2 separate regions of the Mus musculus genome follow, and region 2 is linked to region 1. Evidence: chromatin contacts called from public Hi-C data. All regions are on one chromosome and are shown on one strand. Each heading gives the region's core, a stretch centred on a gene start, on an enhancer-like site or on the middle of the called end of the contact. The rest is flanking DNA. Distances are from core to core; before and after follow the strand shown.

Region 1 (2,700 bases), core at 144-2,643:
AAAGACACTGTTACACAATACTGATATGCACCCAAACAGAAAGGCTGTACACATACGAGATTTAATCAACCAAGGGTAGAAAATACTCAGAAGATAATGGCATCTTTATTAAACATGCAAAGACTTGTTTCCCTGAACACCACTCACGAGCAAAAATTTTACATTTGTGACACAGAGCTCGAGGTGATCACGCTACGATCTTTAGTTTTCATAACCGAGTTTTCATAAGTTTCATAACTTATCCAAAAAAAAATTAGTATCACTCAGATGACAAATGGCACAGGTAGAAATTAAACTAAGGTCCTTCTGGGTCTGGAACTCATGAAAGATTTTTTAAAAAGACTTATTTATCTAATGTATTATATGCACTATTTAATGTAATGTGTGTGTGGGGGGGGTGCACTGTGTGCATGTCTGTCTGCATAGCAAAAGACGGCATCAGATCCCATTATTGATGGCTGTGAGCTGCCATGTGGGAACTGGGAATTGAACTCAGGACCTCTGGAAGAACCGCCAGTGCTCTTAACCATTGAGCCATCTCTCAAGACAGAAAGACATTGAATGTTCCCAGATGCAAGGGTCTTTGGACTATGAGACTGACAATATGTAATAGTATTCTGTACCTCCACAATTCCATGGCTTTTTGTTTAAGACTACAATTTAATTACATTTCTCCTTTCCCTTTTTAACCTCCAAACCTTCCCATATACCCCTGCCAGCTCTTCAAATTCAAGGCCTCTTTTTTCTTTAATTGTTATTACGTACATATATGTATTTGTATATACACACATATGCATACATATATTAATATAATTATATAATAACATAATACATTAATATATATTATAATATATTACACATGTAATATATATTTATTTAGGAATACACATATATATTCCTAAATAAGACCTGAGTAAAAAGCCTATCAAGTTCAATTTGTGTTGTCTATACTGCTAGAGAATTCACTGGAGAGTGAAAAACCTACCAGGAGCCTAACCCATAAAGAAAACTAATTCCTCCTCCCCCAGAAGCCGTTACTCTCCACAGCTCCTCAGTTGGGGTGGAGACTCATGGTCTCCCTCCCACTCCTTGATAGAATGTATGTAATCTTTTGGCCAACTAGAATGCTGATTTCACAGAGCTCAGCTTAATAGAGATGAACGACGCCATGCAAGATGTAAGCTCCATCTATGTTATCTATCATTTTTTTTTCATTTGAGATGATAATCAAATGAATCCTTGTCTTAAAACACATGAAAAAAAACGTGGTGAAATCAGAAGAAAAATTTATGTGTTTTAAAACAAGTTTTAAACATGTCTCATCCTGTCTCAGCAGAGATGACATCACTGTTCCTCAATGGGGAGGACTGGTCACATGGGAGACCCTGTTTTTATTGTGATCAGCTGCAGTCCGTCAGCAAGCATGACCTCATCTGCAGCTGAAAAGGTTTGACCTTTGACCCTTTAGGCTTGTGAAACAGAAGAAGAAGAAAAAAAAAATCCTTCACAGACTGAAAATTTTAAAGCCGAGGTCCTTCAGCCTAGTTGAGTTCACCGGGCTGTGTTAAGTACAAGCGCTCAGACTTCATGATGTAAAAGCAATTAAAGAAGGAACAGTGAGAAGCCAGGGAGTCAGGGCGGGCCCTTTGGCATCTCCCAGTAAGACTAGAAAAATATGTTTTGCATTTTACAATAACAAAAGATAAGAGATGAGTGTTTTTGAAAAATGCTGCTTTTACTAATTTTCCAGGAGAAGACGTGAGATATGAGAACTCAAATTCACTATAATCGGTTCCCTAGGATACTATTGTAGGCCTAATCAAATCAAGGAAGCTTACCAAACGAACGCATTAATTGCTTAGAGGTTTGCGGGGGGGGGGGGGGGTTGGTATTTTTGGGTGTTGTGTCTTGTTTTGTTTATGGTATGACATGCTCTGGAGCTACATTTTTTTAGCTGATGCCATGGTATCAAAGAGTTCACAATAAACACTAAACTCACCCATGTCCGGGAATGTGTTGAAGGCCACCCCAAAACTTCCTACTTCTTTTTTTTTTCCTTTTTTTCACTTTCTCATTGTTTTTTTTTTAATTTACATTCAGATGTTATTCCCCTTCCTCATTTTCCCTCTACAAGCCCCCATCCCCTCCCCCTCCCCCTGCCTCTATGAGGGTGCTCCCCCACACACTCTTGACTCAGTGCCCTAGCATTCCCCTACCCTGGGTCACTGAGCCTCCACAGGACCAAGGGGCTCTCCTCCCTGTGATGCCCACCACTAAAGCCATCCTCTTCTACATATCCAGCTGAAGCCATGGGTCCTTCCATGTGTACTCTTTGGTTGGTGATTTAGTTCCTGGGAGATTTTTTTTTGGGGGGGGGGGTGTCTGGTTGGTTGATATTGTTGTTCTTCTTGTGGGGTTACAAATCCCTTCAGCTCCTACAATTCTTGCCCTAATTCCTCTATTTGGGTCCCTGAGCTCAGTCATCTAGCTGTGTACATCTGCATCTGTATTGGTCAGGCTCTGGCAGAGCCTCACAGGGGACAGCTATTAACAGGCTTCTTGGTATCATCAATAGTGTCTGGGTTTGGTGTCTGAAGATGGGATGGATCCCTAGGTGGGGCGGTCTCTAGTTGTTCTTACCTACTGTGCGTGCTTCTACAGACTGAAAAACTCCAGGTTTCAGGTTCCCTTCTGCTCAAA
Region 2 (2,700 bases), core at 53-2,552, 120 kb after region 1:
TCAGTTATAGTCTCGAGGAGACCATCAGGGAAGGAGAAGGAAGTTGGTGGTGATGGCGTTGATGGTGGAGTTTGCCCAAATTGTAGTGCTGTAGGGTTGAGAGTGTTGTCTGGTTATCTTTCTGTGGTGGTACTTATACCTCATCCGTTCTGTCATGTACGCAAACATGAGTAAGAGAGGGTAGTGTGTCCTAGGCACAGAACACCACTGCTATCAGAATACACTAGTCTCCAAACCTGGGGACAGTACATCATTAAAAACAAAGGGTTCACTTGCTTCAGATACTGAGAAGTGGGAGATAGGACTCTCCACACGCTAGCTGTACCCTGAGTGAGTTGAGCCACACTGTCCTTTGGCCAGATAAGCCCATCGAGGAACTAAGACACTGGTTTTCTAGCCTTGGTCCTAAGTCATACTCTTGAATCTCAGTCTACTCACACTTCAGGCCATTCATTCTCTGGTCCATGCTGAGAGGCTTGGGTAGCACTCCAGCCTCTGCCTCAGCTGTCTGGAACAGCCCTCTGCCTCCATTAGAGATGACTGAAAACAGGCTGTGCTGCCTGGGACCCTCTGCTGCTGGCAGCAAGTTAGATGGCTTTGATAATTGTCTAGGGCTTGGTTCCACTTTTAAATGTTTTTACTTTAGTTTTAACACTCATAAAAATAATCAGGAAATCATTGCTTCTTCTGAAGTGAAAGCAAGGACCTGGTTTTTCCTTGTCTTGAATTTAACACGGGGCCTTTCAGTGGTGGGAAGCGTTTTCCACTCTGCAGGTGTGGACCTTTCAGTAGTGGTCCTCAACCTTCCTAATGCTGGGACCTTTTAATACAGTTTCTCCTGTTGTAGCAATTCCCCCCAACCATAAAATTATTTTTGTTGCTATTTCATAACTGCAATGTTGCTACTGTTCTGAATCATAACATAAATATCTAGTATTTCCGATGGTCTTAGGTGACCCCTGTGAAGGGGTTATTCAGCTCTGAGGGGGTTGTGACCCACAGAGTAGGTCAAAGATCGTTTAGCAGGTCAGGAGTCTGTGTGCCAGCATGTCACAATATAAATGTATTTCTTCATTGAAGGCAACAGGAAAACAGATAGCTGCTGGCCTAGTAGATATGGGTACTGTGCCTGGTGACCCCTTCGAACTGAGCTGTTTGGACACATAGGTGATGGCAAATTCTGTCTAGTTGGGTTATTTATCACTCCTTGAAATGTAAAACATTCGAGAATGTTCACTGCAGCAGACTGGAGACATCCTTTTAACTGGGGCTTCTGGTGCACATCATCTGCCTGGAGAGGAGGGAGCGCTGAGCTCCAGCGCATATTTTAGAGCATTCTTGGCACGCTGCTGTAGACTCGTTGGCTATGCCCTCCCTCCCCCGACACAAGAGTTTGAAAAAAGTCAGCTCTGTTTTAATTGCTTTCATCCTCACCACGCATGTGGAAGGCCTGTTTCCATCAATTATTAGGTATTTTGTTAACTTTAAACCATTGTTAATGGTGGCGAAAACTAGAAACAGTTTCTATACTTTACTGAAAGTTGTCCTCTTTGGTAACATTGATTTTAAAATAACAATCTCAAGTTGACTGATGTCTGCAGAGGAATCGTGAGGTCACATGTGAGTCACATGTGAGTGGCGTGAGGTATGTCGCAGTCACATGTGAGTGGCGTGAGGTGTGTCGCAGTCACATGTGAGTGGCGTGAGGTGTGTCACAGTCACATGTGAGTGGTGTGAGGTGTGTCGCAGTCACATGTGAGTGGCGTGAGGTGTGTCGCAGTCACATGTGAGTGGCGTGAGGTGTGTCACAGTCACATGTGAGTGGCGTGAGGTGTGTCGCAGTCACATGTGAGTGGCGTGAGGTGTGTTGCAGTCACGTGTGAGTTGTCAGCAGGTGACCTGTGACTTTGAGAATTCCATTACACTTCCAAGGTTCTGCATATCAAAAATAGCATAATCTGAAATGTTTAATTATCTATCAAAGAATTGTTTCTTAAATATTGGAACACTTCTAGGAATCACAAGCTAGTTTCAAATGTTAGATACTATTTTAGGGTAGTTGTTTTTGCCTCTGGAAGGGAAAATGTTAATGATTGTTGAAAAGGGACTTGTATTTCAGTTGCTTATTTTCACACTGGAGGTTTTTATAGCCTTATGATTTTACTCTAGGTTAGATCCAAGAGGGACAGAGAGAGGCAGCGAGAGGGAATTTTATGGTAGCTTTGGAAGGAAATGGTATTTTTTTATTATGTAAGAGCCTGTTTTACTGTAAAATCAGTGGGTGTATTTCACACCCACATTTACTTCATTCTCTCCATATTTTTTATATTATTAACCCACTATGCCTAGTTCTCGTGCATGAATGAAATCAGGGGTCGGAAATAAAGTATAGTGTTGACTGAAAGCTAAACTTTATATGAGAAGTGTTTGTTCAGAAAGCAGAATTTATAGTATCCAACTCAAAAGTAGAGCAGCATGTAGTACTAACGTGGGTCAGAGAGTAAAACCCCAGCCGAAGCCACTGCTGCTTCAGGACCGTCAAGGGCTGCGTGGGGACTGTTGCTGCATTGTGGACATGAAACTGCCTTTTGGTAAATTGAAGTTACTCTATTGCTGTCAGTGACTGCATACTTCCTTGCCCCACCTCTTACCAGCCCTATACTACTAAGCTGTTGTAACGTTTAATTTGTTCTAGTGAAT

The links. A called contact is a pair of places that touch in the nucleus more often than the background predicts.
Region 2: a contact with region 1 is called in a Hi-C map of uterus, with 3 times the contacts expected there. The contact joins two enhancer-like sites. A contact is called at or near these places in 17 of 484 Hi-C or Micro-C datasets (the 3T3-L1 cell line, the N1E-115 cell line, adipose-derived mesenchymal stem cells and 8 more) and 3 of 115 datasets of contacts at active chromatin or transcription factors (fibro-adipogenic progenitors, heart atrium and stem cell-derived neural progenitor cells).

Annotation. Positions count from the first base shown.
Region 1 is chr16:58,302,263-58,304,962 of GRCm38.p6, forward strand. No RefSeq gene overlaps it. Among named protein-coding and RNA genes, the nearest start is that of 4930461C15Rik, 100 kb to the right of the region's middle. Within about 2 kb of position 1,394, at least 29 of the 459 cell types and tissues checked have an H3K27ac peak or open chromatin away from gene starts, as enhancers often do. A contact at or near this core is called in beige adipocytes, heart atrium and uterus, where this site is marked.
Region 2 is chr16:58,420,834-58,423,533 of GRCm38.p6, forward strand. All of the region lies in intron 1 of Dcbld2 (discoidin, CUB and LCCL domain containing 2), which reads left to right. Among named protein-coding and RNA genes, the nearest start is that of Dcbld2, 14 kb to the left of the region's middle. Within about 2 kb of position 1,303, at least 53 of the 459 cell types and tissues checked have an H3K27ac peak or open chromatin away from gene starts, as enhancers often do. A contact at or near this core is called in beige adipocytes, heart atrium and uterus, where this site is marked.